Linked DNA regions of Capsicum annuum: region 2 is linked to region 1. The links are chromatin contacts, called in public Hi-C maps. All regions are on one chromosome and are shown on one strand. The core of a region is the stretch at or near the end of the contact, and the rest is flanking DNA. Distances in the headings are between cores, read along the strand shown.

Region 1 (6,478 bases), core at 2,567-5,066:
CCTATTCTCTAAGCTCTTATAAAATTAGGACGTGTTCATGGCTGAAACGAATAAAATCATGAGAACCATAAATGGTAAAAGGTTGGATGTGTGACATGTATTGTCTAGGTGTACATTAGAGCTCGATGGTTCAAAGATATTAAATATACTGATTGACCAAGTGTATCCGATGCATGTTCACTACGGAAAGTTCAAAGGAAAATCTACTTATTCAGATGCAATTAGTCTTTACTTGCTGATCACATACTTGTCCGTGAAGTTTTATAAAGAATAGTCATTTCCCATTCATGTGGGGGATTGTTGGGTTCAATTGGTGTGAATGGAAAATAGAGAGACACAATCCTTTGAGGAGAAGACACACTATTTTGGAAAGGGGTGACTGCTCGGTTGGATGTGACTATTCAGAAAAGACACAATGTTTCTAATGGACAGACATGACTATTCCAAAATGATACACCCTTCCATGAACCATTGCTTCCTTTCCAAAGGGGCATTTGATGTCAATAAATACCTGAACTTTTTTTTCCTCAGGTAGAACGAAAATTTCTGCATTGAAAAAACAGTTCTCTTACTTCTAAAAACTCTGTGTGATCATTTTCCGTTGAGTGAGTTCGAAGAAAATCAGAAGGTTTGAGGTACTGCTACATTATGATTGTGAGTCATTTTATCCTGGGAGGAAAAATTTCGCAACCTCGGGCATTTGAGGAAAATTAGTTCCTTAAGGACACTCTGTGAATTTGGAGGACTTGGCTCTATTTCTACTTCATCTTGTTTCTTTAAATAACATACTTTTTTTAAAGTTCTTGATGAACTTGTGTTAAGGGTGTTAAAACTTTATAAGTGCTCTTGATATAATCTTGAACTTGTGTTGAAGTGCTTGTGCAAATATATAGATTGTGTACCCGAAACAACAGTGTCTCTGCAGGGCAATTTTGACAAGAGAGCTTCCATGTCATTGGTGATTAAGGTACTACAACGTTTTGTGACTATTGAAGCCAACTTAGATGATAATTTCAGAAATGTACCTAAGGTTGGGAGAGGCAACCAACAGAGAGAAATCACTATCAGTTCAAAATTTCCTTCAATTTTATCGGGACCAAGGTAAAAAATATTCTTACCATTTATAGTCTTCGAAAGAACTAATTTCTGGTTAGATAATGTCAAATATTGCAACATTTCCATTTTATGGTGTATGACATTATAATTCATGAAATCTGATGTTACATCTATTTTAGATTTTCGAGCTTAAAGCACTATTGAAGTTTCTGAAAAGTGAAAAGTCCTTGAGAAATCTTATAGTCAGTCACCGTAGATATATTCTTTTAAAGGATGCAAGCATGAAAACCAACCTATGAAAATAAATTGTACAAAGGGATGAGTCCGAATGACATACTATGCCTTAATGTACAGGTATCTATACAAGTCTGTACCTATCTTAGAAGTTCCTATTCCTTCAGTTTTCACATCATTTACTTCAATTAAGGTATCTAGTTGTGTACCAGCCAAACTAAGCTGAGTTACTATATGCGTGTCATTACGGCGAGGGATCTCAAAAGAACATCTCCTAACTTTTATTGACTTCTTGCATTCTTTCCAGCTACTGGTGTTTCCACTCTGAAGCACTAGCATTTGTTCTGTTAGTTCCAGTTAACAAAATTAAAGGGAAAAGTAAAAAATGTTGGTGTTTGTACGGACTTTCTTACCATAATTGAGTTTTCCTTTAGGTACTATAATTGGGTTTTCCTTTTAGGAAACGGAAAACATATTCTCGATGTTAATCCTTAATCTTGTAAGAAAAGGTTATAAATTCTATAAACAGAGACTCCTTTCTTCTATTTTTGTAGTATCCACAACGTAGTCCTAGGGGTTTGAGAGTTTCGTTTGGGGGAGACTTTGTGAGACACAAGTGCTGCAGGATCACTTGTGTGAGCCTCTTTTATTCTGAATGAATTGTGTGAGGTTTACTCTCTTCACAGTTTGTACTCTCTTTTATATAATAGATTGCTTATCTCCTTTTGTGGATATAGGTCGATTGACCGAACGTTAAATTCTTGTGTCTCTTTTGGTGTATTTCTCGTTTGTCTTCTTATTTGGTGTCTTTCTAGATTTACTTTACTAGCTTCCGCATGACACCTAATTATTTCAGTCCTAACAAAAAAAGGAGTCCATAATTTTTTGTCACAGCGTATAGTATACTTTCTTCTTCGAGATATGGAAAGGGTGGCCATTAAAGGAAGCGTTTTACTAACAAATGACTTCTCATTTAATTTATTAAACATTGAAAACCAATCATGCTTATTAATGGCTCTTACAAGTAGACAAGATCGAATATGATACCTAGTTTTAAGAACTTTGCCAAACCATTCAACATCTAAATTATTCTAATTACTTTACTTTGGATTTCTCAATTTTCAGTAACTACTAAGTTGACATCAATTTGTGTCTGATTTTCCTTTTTGATACTGCTAAATATAATTAGCTTCACAAATGAGTCTCCCCTTTTCCATCTTTGCCTAGTCAATACAGAAAGGGACATCACAAAAATTCTTCTTATGCTATCATTTTCCAAGTTAATTTCACTATTTTGGCACTTTCCTCCACATTAATACCAAGTTTTCCTCTAGGGCCATTCCTAAATTCCAGCTCAATAATTGTACAAATCTAGGGCCACCATGACTTTCACTCACAACTTTATCTTCTTTAATTTTGTACCTCACTGATGTTTTTGAATTGTAACTTCCTCCAAAATAAGTTTCTTTTAGCTTTTGGTCTCCATAAAACAAAGAGATAGCATTCTTTTTTTCTTACAAATGTAAATTCATGTTTAATGAATACATTGAGCGCCATCAAATAGTGTCATGAATATGGAATTAATCATTTGGATAATGGAGAAGATTAAGGGGAAGATTATGAAAATATGGGAGATCATGAAGGTGTGAAAGTTAATTACCAAATTGACAAGGGAGGTACCCCTAAGAATTACAGAGATCCACAATAATAATTTGATTTACAATAAGAGCACATTTTAAGATACTGATTTTATCTCATTTTTAAAAGAAAAAAATTGCAAAAAATATATTTTTCTTTTGATCTAGCTTTTTAGTAAGTATTTTTTAGTATTTCCTTAATCTAAGTTGTTAGTAACAAATATTGTTTTTACCTAGATATTTTTAGTTTACCATCTCAAAAATAAATTTAAAAAATGAGATCTACCAACAAGATGGCCATTATTAAAAGTTTTCCTCTCACTACCAAAGGATGTGGTGCACCGGAGGAGTTTGCTCCTCCCTTAATTAGAGATCTCAGATTTGAGCCTTAGATATGGAAAAATGTTTAATAAAGAACGCTTCCCCCAAATGGGCTCTACGCGGCGCAAATTCAAATTAATCGAGCTCCAATATGGGTACCAAACACCAAAATGGAAAACCCAATAAAAAGAAAGTCTCCCTCTCTTCCTCTTGAAATAAATCCACGTGCACTTTTAATTCACTCCACACACTTTACTCCATCGACCATATGTTCTACAGACATCAAATCATACTATTGAAGAAAATCTCGCTAGATATTTTTCGGGCACAAATGATGTACAATCACATGCTCACACAGTACTGCACTTCAAAGCGAAATTAAAATGGATTAATTTAATATTTTCAATTTAAAATTTTGATTTTTAAAAATTATACGAAAAAAGGTATAAATTGTAATTCTTTTTATATTAATATAAATTGTAATTCTTTTTATATTAATACATTTTAAAATGTTGATTCTCGAGAAGAAAAATATAACAAGTAAAATTGAACGATAGGAGCAGTACATACATAAAGCTTAAACAATATAATTTAATTACTCCCAACTTCCACTTGTAGAAATACATTATCATCATCAATATCTACCCTTTCTTAATATTATTCTTTGCCGTCCAATGTTCTTCACGGCTTTATGCAATAATTTTCCTTTTGCCTTCATCCTTTGTTGTTCTTTTTATCTGATATCCTATGGACGTTTTGATTACCCAACTGCAAATCTTTCTACAACTTGGGTCAATAGTTTTTCTTTTCCATATTCGGTGAATTTCACTGATGACTCAATGGCAACGGCTATACTAGCCAGAGGGACACTTGGTCCAAGATATGCTTGTGGTTTCTACTGTAATGGCAATTGTGAAAGTTACCTTTTTGCCATCTTCATTGTGCAAACCAACAGTATTGCCCGTATGACTTTACCCACCAGTGGATTCCCCCAAGTTGTTTGGTCTGCTAATAGGAATAAGCCAATCAAGACCAATGCTACTTTGCAGTTTACAGCAGAAGGAGACTTGGTGCTTAGAGATGCTGATGGTACTTTGGCTTGGTCTACAAACACTGCTGGGAAATCTGTTGCTGGATTAAACTTGACCGATGAGGGGAATCTTGTTTTGTTTGATTCCAACAATGCGACTGTTTGGCAATCTTTTGATCACCCAACTGATGCTTTGGTTCCAGGGCAGAAGTTAGTATCAGGGATGAAACTAACAGCAAGTGTTTCAAGAACAAACTGGACCGAGGGAGGTTTGTTTGCCTTCGCTGCTACCGATGATGGTTTGGTTGCTTTTGTACAGTCAAATCCTCCCCAAACATACTTTGAAAGATCTATTGAGGGGTTGAATGCTAGTGGAGGCTCCAATTATGTTATGTACTTGAATGGAAGCTTAGCTTTATTCTCAAATTCAAATAATTTTAATGATCCACTGGTTACTTTTCCTCCAGCAAAAAAAGTATCTTCTGCTCAATATATGAAGCTCGAGTCCGATGGACACTTGAAAGTGTACGAGTGGAACATTATCTGGAATGAGATCTTTGATGTAAATGGCTATTTAGGTGCGTGCACTTACCCCATGGTATGTGGAAGATATGGCATTTGCTCAAGGGGGCAATGTAGTTGTCCCAAATCAAGCTTGAATTCAACTATTTATTTCAGACAGATAGACGATAGGCAGGCTGATCTAGGTTGCTCTGAGATCACAAGGCTGAATTGTAATGAATCAAATAACCACACATTCTTGAAACTTCAAGACATAAACTATTTCGCGTTTACTGCAGATCTGGAAAACATAGATATGAATACCTGTAAAGATGTATGTTTGAGGAACTGTTCCTGCAAAGCTGCTTTCTTTCGTAGTGGTTTAAACTCTTCCACGGGTGAGTGCTATCTACCATCCGAGATCTTTTCACTAATGAAAACCGAGGATAGGACAAGGTATGGTTCCTATGCATTTATAAAAGTACAGGTTAAAGCTGAACCAGATGCTGCAAAAGGGAAAAAGTACATTAATGGTGCTACACTGTACTCTGTCATAGGACTTTCCATCTTAGGCATCATAATTGGAATTGCAGCTTTCATATTCTTGAAGAAGAAGAAGACAAAGGCAAATGAAGATGAGGAGGATTTTCTAGATCACGTACAAGGAATGCCCACTAGATTTTCTTACGATGATCTAAAGGCTGCAACGGAAAATTTTACCAAGAAGCTTGGTGAAGGAGGATTTGGATCAGTTTTTGAAGGGTGCTTAGAAGATGGGAAAAAAATTGCAGTGAAATGCCTTGACGGAATAGGACAAATCAAAAAATCATTCTTAGTTGAGGTTGAAACTATTGGCAGCTTACATCATGTAAACTTGGTGCAACTGATCGGCTTCTGTGCTGAGAAATCTCATAGGCTTTTAGTATACGAGTTCATGAGCAATGGATCACTAGAAAAATGGATCTACCATGGGAAACAAGAGCTTACTCTTGATTGGAACTGTAGGAGGAGGATTATTCAAGACATAGCAAAAGGATTATCCTACCTTCATGAAGAATGCAGGCAAAAGATTCTGCATTTGGATATTAAGCCCCCAAACATACTCCTAGATGAGAAGTACAATGCGAAACTCTCCGACTTTGGTCTTGCAAAGCTAATTGATCGAAATCAGAGCCAAGTCATGACAATGATGAGAGGCACTCCTGGTTATTTGGCTCCTGAATGGCTTAGTGGCATTATAACTGAAAAGGTAGATGTCTACAGCTTTGGCATTGTGATCTTGGAAATTTTGAGTGGAAGAAGGCATTTTGAAGCATCTGAGACTGAAGACCAACAGGTAATGGTAAACTTATTCAGGAAAAAGGCAGAGGAAGGGCAGTTGGCGGATCTTATTGATAAGCACAGTGACGATATGTTGTTTCACAAAGAAGAAGTAATAAAGATGATGCAGATTAGTGCCTGGTGTTTACAAAGTGATCACACAAAGAGGCCATCAATGTCAATGGTGGTCAAGTCCATGGAGGGTGTTTTGGACGTTGAAAAAGATCTAGACTACAGCTTTAAACCACAAATTGTGAATGGAATACCAAATATTAGTTTTGTAGATTCAACTCCTTTACTACCTTCGGTCCTATCAGGTCCAAGGTGAGGAGGAAGTTCCTTGGAATTTTTGTTAATTTCTAGTTTTGCTACTTTTAGA
Region 2 (6,190 bases), core at 1,222-3,721, 44 kb after region 1:
AAGTCTACGGCGTAGCAGGACCTCTAGACTGAGCCTCAGACCCTGAAATGTAGGGGGTCAATACAATTGTACTGGTATGCAGAGAAATCCAAAATAATGCATTTATATATAAATTAGATGAGAGCAAGTCATGAAAACACCATGCATGATATAGTTTAAAACACATGGGCAATTCTTTGACATTCATAAAACATTTATGTTAATGCAGTTCTGATCTTTGTATTACTTCTAAGTTAGGTGGTCCACCCTATAATTCTACAACCCCACGGGCTATATGGATTCCATCCTTAACTCGGCGGCCAAGCCTCCAACCCAAGTTTCCCGCAAGAGTTGGAGTTTTTGATTCTGATACGCCACAGGGAACTAGGCCAGCGTATAATCCCTCCTGGGGACATAATAATCCCATATTGGAAAAACATGATTTCAGGCAACGAGTTTTTCTAGACTACTTCCTTCTTTGGGTAACCATCTAACATCTCTTTATGCTCATTTTTAGCCTTTTCTGAACATGTATCATTCTAAGTTCAAAATCTGAAAATCTGAAAGAAAATCCACATTCTTTTCTATTCTGTAATACTATGGTATTATCTGAATTGGTATCGTCATACCAAGACTTGCAAGTCATGTTTCTGAGCCATAAAAATCATATCACAGTATTCTCTTTCAAACATAAAGTTTAGACCACCATAGTTCAAACAATTCAAGAAATTCCTTCTTCAATACATTTATCAAATTATGCAAAGATCACTCCTTTTAATCATTTCAATAAGCATGGGGTGGTCATGTATTTTGGAAAACCATACAATTCTTTCATTATATATATTCAGCATTTGTCAACATTCAAAACTCCCCTCTCATTAATTTAAATCAAATCTTAAAACATTCAACAATAGTTAAGAACACTAATACCATGCTTCTAAATAACATTCTAAAATCAAGAGGTGTTGCAATATGAGAGGTAGTGTAAATAGTCATGCTCTCAATTCAATTATCAACTTTAACCACATGCATATATATATATATAACATTTCAAATTAATTTGGGGAAAAGGCCTCAAGACCAAAACACTAATATCATTAAAGAATTCATAAATGTAAAATTTCAATGTAACTTCCAAAACCCCTTCAAGAATTCATAATTTCAGAATGTTAAAAGTTATTGAACAATTTTCTTATGCCCAAGTATTTTTAGGAAAACCCCACGTACCTTAGATCACTGAGAAAGAAGAGTGGAATCTGAATCAGACTTAGGTTCTTTGAAATTCTTCAACTCAAAGATGAATCCTTTGACCTTATAGGAAGAAGCTAAGGTTTTCTTTTAAAGTAATAGGAGTAGTTTCTGATGATATCAAGCCTAATGTACTTAGATTATCATTAAATCCCGTGTCTTGGGTGAATTGGGGTGAAGGAAAAGACCCATTTTCCCTTAAAAATTGTAGATAAAATAATGGAAAACTGGGCTGCCATCGCATCGCGACCCCTACTTAGGTCAACTGGCCCTCGTGACGCAACACCTATCTGGGTTAACTGGCCCTCGCGACGTGACACCTATCTGGGTTAACTGGCCCTCGTGAACAGACACCTATCTAGGTTAATTGGCCCTCGTGACACGGGCCTATCGCGAGGCCTCACTATTTTGGACATCCAAACTTACCCTTGCGCTAGTCCGAAAGTTTCAAAACCTACCCGGGACGTACCCTTGACACCCCTGATCATGAATCAACTTACAAATTAACTTTCCGAGGTCAGGAAGGTCGAAAATAAAAACATCCAAGTTTAGGAGTTCAAAAGTGACTAAGTCCCTTTTTACACTTAGAATATTTTCAGATCATTAACCCACTTAACATACTACGAAATGAGGTATTTGGTCGAGGACATCACGGGGTGTTACATAAAGATAGTGGTGAAGCAGGGGTAATACACTACTAACAACATGCCCACTAATTTGCTAAAATAGTAAATAGAAAAATACAGAAATTGACTTAGTAAAACTTAATTCCACTTAATACTAAAAAACAGGACCATAACAAGACTCTGCACACGATTGATATTGACGAATTAGTCAACACTTAATATCAGACTTAGTTCGCTCCGTTCAATTTTACTCAGTTTAACTAAGCACCTGGAGCTTTGATTTTTCTTTCTTCAACTTTACATAAAACTAAGGTGTATGTCCAAGAAAAGGAATAACACCAGGAATTAGTAGAAAATAAAGAGAGAAGCAATGATTGTTGTCCATAGACTGTATTTTCTTATCTTTTTCATCATTTATCTCCACATTTTTTTCATCCAGGTTTTCTTTTTTCCAAAATTGCTTTTGCCTATCTTTTACCGGGAGTTCTAACTAGATTTTCTTAATTGACTTAAAAGTAATCACAAAAGATTTCAGCAGAAAACTCAGGGAAGGAGGATTTGGCTCTGCATATGAAGGAACACTCAGTGATGGTGCCAAAGTAGCTGTGATTCATTCTTAACAGAAGTAAAGATAGTCGGTAGCATTCACCATGTCAATCTTGTAAAACTCATAGGATTTTGCGCCAAAAAGAGTGAGAGGCTTCTGATCTATGACTACATGGTAAATGGATCTTTGAATAGGTGGATTTCTGCTAAAATCAAGAGAATCGGGTTTACATGGAACACAAGGCAAAGGATAATATCAGATATTGCGAAAGGGTTAACTTGTCTACATGAGTATCCCAGCCATAAGATTAATTCATTTGGACATCAAACCACAAAACATCCTTCTAGATCAATATTTCAATTCTAAGATATCTGATTTCGGATTGTTGAGGCTAATTGAGAAAGAAAAAAGCAAAGTTGTGACTAGAATGAGAGGAACACCAGGGTATTTAGCCCCCTGAATGGTTCAGCTTAGTAATCACTGAGAAAGTTGATGTGTATGCTTTTGGAATTGTGCTTTTGAAAATTCTCTGTGGGCGAAAGAATTTGGATTGGTACCAAGCTGATGAAGAAGATGTCCATTTGCTAAGTATTTTCAGGAGAAAAGCGGAACAAGAGCAGCTCATGAATATGGTGGACAGAAACAAGGGTATGCAGCTCCATAGAAAAGTAGTGACAAAAATGATGAGTTGCTGCATAGTGTCTACAGGGCGATTTCTCCAAGAGACCTTCCATGTCATTGGTGATTAAGGTACTAGAAAGTTTTGTGACTATTGAAACCAACTTAGATTATAATTACAGAAATGTACCTAAGGTTGGGACAGGCAACCAACAGAGAGAAGCCACTATCAATTCAAAATTTCCTTCAATTTTATCGGGACCAAGGTAAGAAAATATTACGATTTATAGTCTTCGAAAGAACTAATTTATGGTTAGGTAATGTCAAATATTGCAACATGTCCAATTTATGGTGTATGAGATTATAATTCATGAAATGTGATGTAACATAAATTTTAGATTTTCGAGCTTAAAGCATTATTAAAGTTTCTGAAAAGTGAAAAGTCCGTGAGAAATCTTATTATCTGTCACCGTAGATATATTCTTTTCAAGGATGCAAGCATGACAACCAACCGAGGAAAATAAACCGTAGAAAGAAATGAGTCCGATTGACATACTATGCCTCAATGTACAGGTGCCTATACAAGTCTGTACCTGTCTTAGAATCACCTATTCCTTCAGTTTTCACATCATTTACTTCAATTAAGGTATCTAAGTTGTGTACCAGCCAAACTAAACTGAGTTACTAGATGTGTGTCATTACGGCGAGGGATCTCAAGAAAACATCCCCTAACTTTTGTTGACTTCTTGCACTCTTTCCAGCTGCTGGTGTTTCCACTCTTGATACGAGACTGACCAAGAACACACGAAATCACACACCAAAAATAAACCACAAGTTCAAAAACCGAGGACCCCTTTGGTGACCAACTCTCGGATTCAACAAACAATCAACAAAACGAGATGACAAGGGTGTTAACACACCAAAAACAGCCAACCAAATTAAGTTAAAACACAAGATAATGAACAAGATAACAATAACAACAATGTCGTAACAATAACAACACCTCACAGGTTACATTAACGAGAACAAGAAACCGATGGATACAACAAGATACAAGATAGATAGATAGACAAGTGAGGATATAATCTTAAGAACCCAAGAATTTGGTGGACTCTTGGACTCTTAACACTACACTCAACAAAAACCTAACTCCTACGTTTGACATGACTTTACCTCCTCTAAACACTAACGTATCAAGCCAACATTGCAACACAAGTGATATCACACTTGTTGCCCTCGTTTCGGTTTGGTGGCTATTCCAAGCCCTATAACTAAAGGTGCTACCATGTTTCAAGTCTTACATCCATAAAAAACTAAGGAAATAAGTGCTAAAAGGTTCTATTTATAGTACATTATAAAAGAAGACAAAATGACTATACTACCCTTAATGAGAGGGGCGGCCATGGTGCATTTTGGGCAAAGTGAAGTGACCAAAATGCCCTCAATGAAGACGGCCCAAAACCGTGAGCCATTAAGTGTCCAAAACCGTGAAACCCCAAGTCTTCAATGCTCCAAGCAATGTTCCACTCACGGCCTTCATGAATGGTATGCTCAATGGTAGGCTCAAAATGGGTCTTCCTTGCATATTCTTGTGCCCTTGGGGTGACCAAGTCTTGAGCCTTTAAGTGATGGTCTCCAATCATGTCTTAAAAAATTACGGTGGTCATTCGACTTGTATCAACTCTAAAGCACTATTGTTAGTTCTATTAGTTCCAGCTAACAAAATGAAAGGGAAAAGTATAAAAAGGGGTCCATCGTTTTTTGTCACAGCGTATTCAGCATACGTTCCTCGAGATATGGAAAGGATGGCCACTAAAGGAAGCGTTTTTCTAACAAATGACTTGCTCATTTAATTTACTAAACACTGAAAGCCATTCATGCTCACTGATGGCTCTTACAAGTAAACAAGAATAAGATATTAGTTTTAAGAGCTTTTCCAAACCATTCAACATCTAAATTCCTCAAATTACTTTACTTTGAATTTCTCAATTTTCAGCAACTACTACTTTAACATCGGTTGTGTCTGATTTTCATTTACGTGCATACTGGCGGACACACGCGAAATGAGGATAACAGTTTGAATACTTTCTCTCCTGTGGTGAATTGAAATGCCTGGTTTTTTGGTTTTTCTTGGACATGCACCTTCTTTTTGCGTAAAGTTGAAAGAAAACCATCCGCCCCAGCGCTTTGCTCAATTGGCAAAGGTTGAATTTAGGTGGAAGAGGTATACGGACGAGTTCATTATCCCTAAGTTTCAAAAGTGATATTTCTAAATATAATTATCCTCACAAATGAGTCCCCTTTTCCATCTTTGCCTAGTCAATACGGAAAGGGACATCAGAGAAGTCTTCCTATGCTATCATTTTCCAAGTTAATTTCGCTATTTTGGCACTTATCTCTACGTTAATGCCAAGTTTTCCACTAAAGGGCCTTTCCTAAATTCCAGCTAAATAATTGTTCAACCCCACAGACAAATCTAGGACCACTGCGACTTTCACGCACAACTTTATCTTCTTCTGTACCTCAATAATGTTGTTTAGTTCTAATTTTCTCTATAAATCAGTTTCTTTTAGATTTTGGTCTCTTTTTCTATCTTACCCTAGTAATAGGGCATCACATTTAATTTTGTCCCAAGTGCTAGTATCATTTTCCAAGCTTCCACTAAGTTCTAACACTATTTTCAGCAGCTGACTTTGCCTACAACGAAAGACTTCTCATTTTATTTAACAAAATTCAATTATGAATCGTGTCCATAAATTCAGTTTATCAAGGAAAGCCTGAATTTGGTTAGTTCTTTCAAGCGGTGACAAACCATTGAAGTACCGAATCCTCATAGTTCTATTATATGTCTGATTTCTCATATCTTTTCTTGTATAAATTCAGAAGTTCTATAAGTTAATGATATGTCAAAATTTTAATGAATTCTTTATGCTTTTGTAATTTAATTCGGTTTTAGAAGAGTTTATGTTTCAACACTTTCCACCTAGATTTTCTAGTAGTCAAGGTTGAACAATAATTGAGTTGAAACATCGAAATGGTCAAAATGGTCCCATCAGTGAAAAAATAGAGCTCCCAGTTTGAACAATGTACGTACATTTTGAACCACAAATACTAAAATATAACAAATTCAGCTCTAAAAACTTAATATCTGAACCCGTCTAATTAAAATGAG

What was found. A called contact is a pair of places that touch in the nucleus more often than the background predicts.
Region 2: a contact with region 1 is called in a Hi-C map of leaf, with 2.4 times the contacts expected there. The contact joins the enhancer-like site here to the promoter of LOC107878463 in region 1. A contact is called at or near these places in 2 of 5 Hi-C or Micro-C datasets (both in leaf).

The regions. Positions count from the first base shown.
Region 1 is chr7:213,659,452-213,665,929 of UCD10Xv1.1, forward strand. It overlaps LOC107878463 (G-type lectin S-receptor-like serine/threonine-protein kinase SD2-5), which reads left to right and starts at 3,817. Exons shown (of 1, transcript XM_016725460.2): 1 at 3,817-6,478. The coding sequence starts at 3,923. The coding sequence ends at 6,427.
Region 2 is chr7:213,704,815-213,711,004 of UCD10Xv1.1, forward strand. It overlaps the pseudogene LOC107877348. Among protein-coding and RNA genes, the nearest start is that of LOC107878461, 26 kb to the right of the region's middle. Within about 2 kb of position 2,472, at least 2 of the 5 cell types and tissues checked have an H3K27ac peak or open chromatin away from gene starts, as enhancers often do. A contact at or near this core is called in leaf, where this site is marked.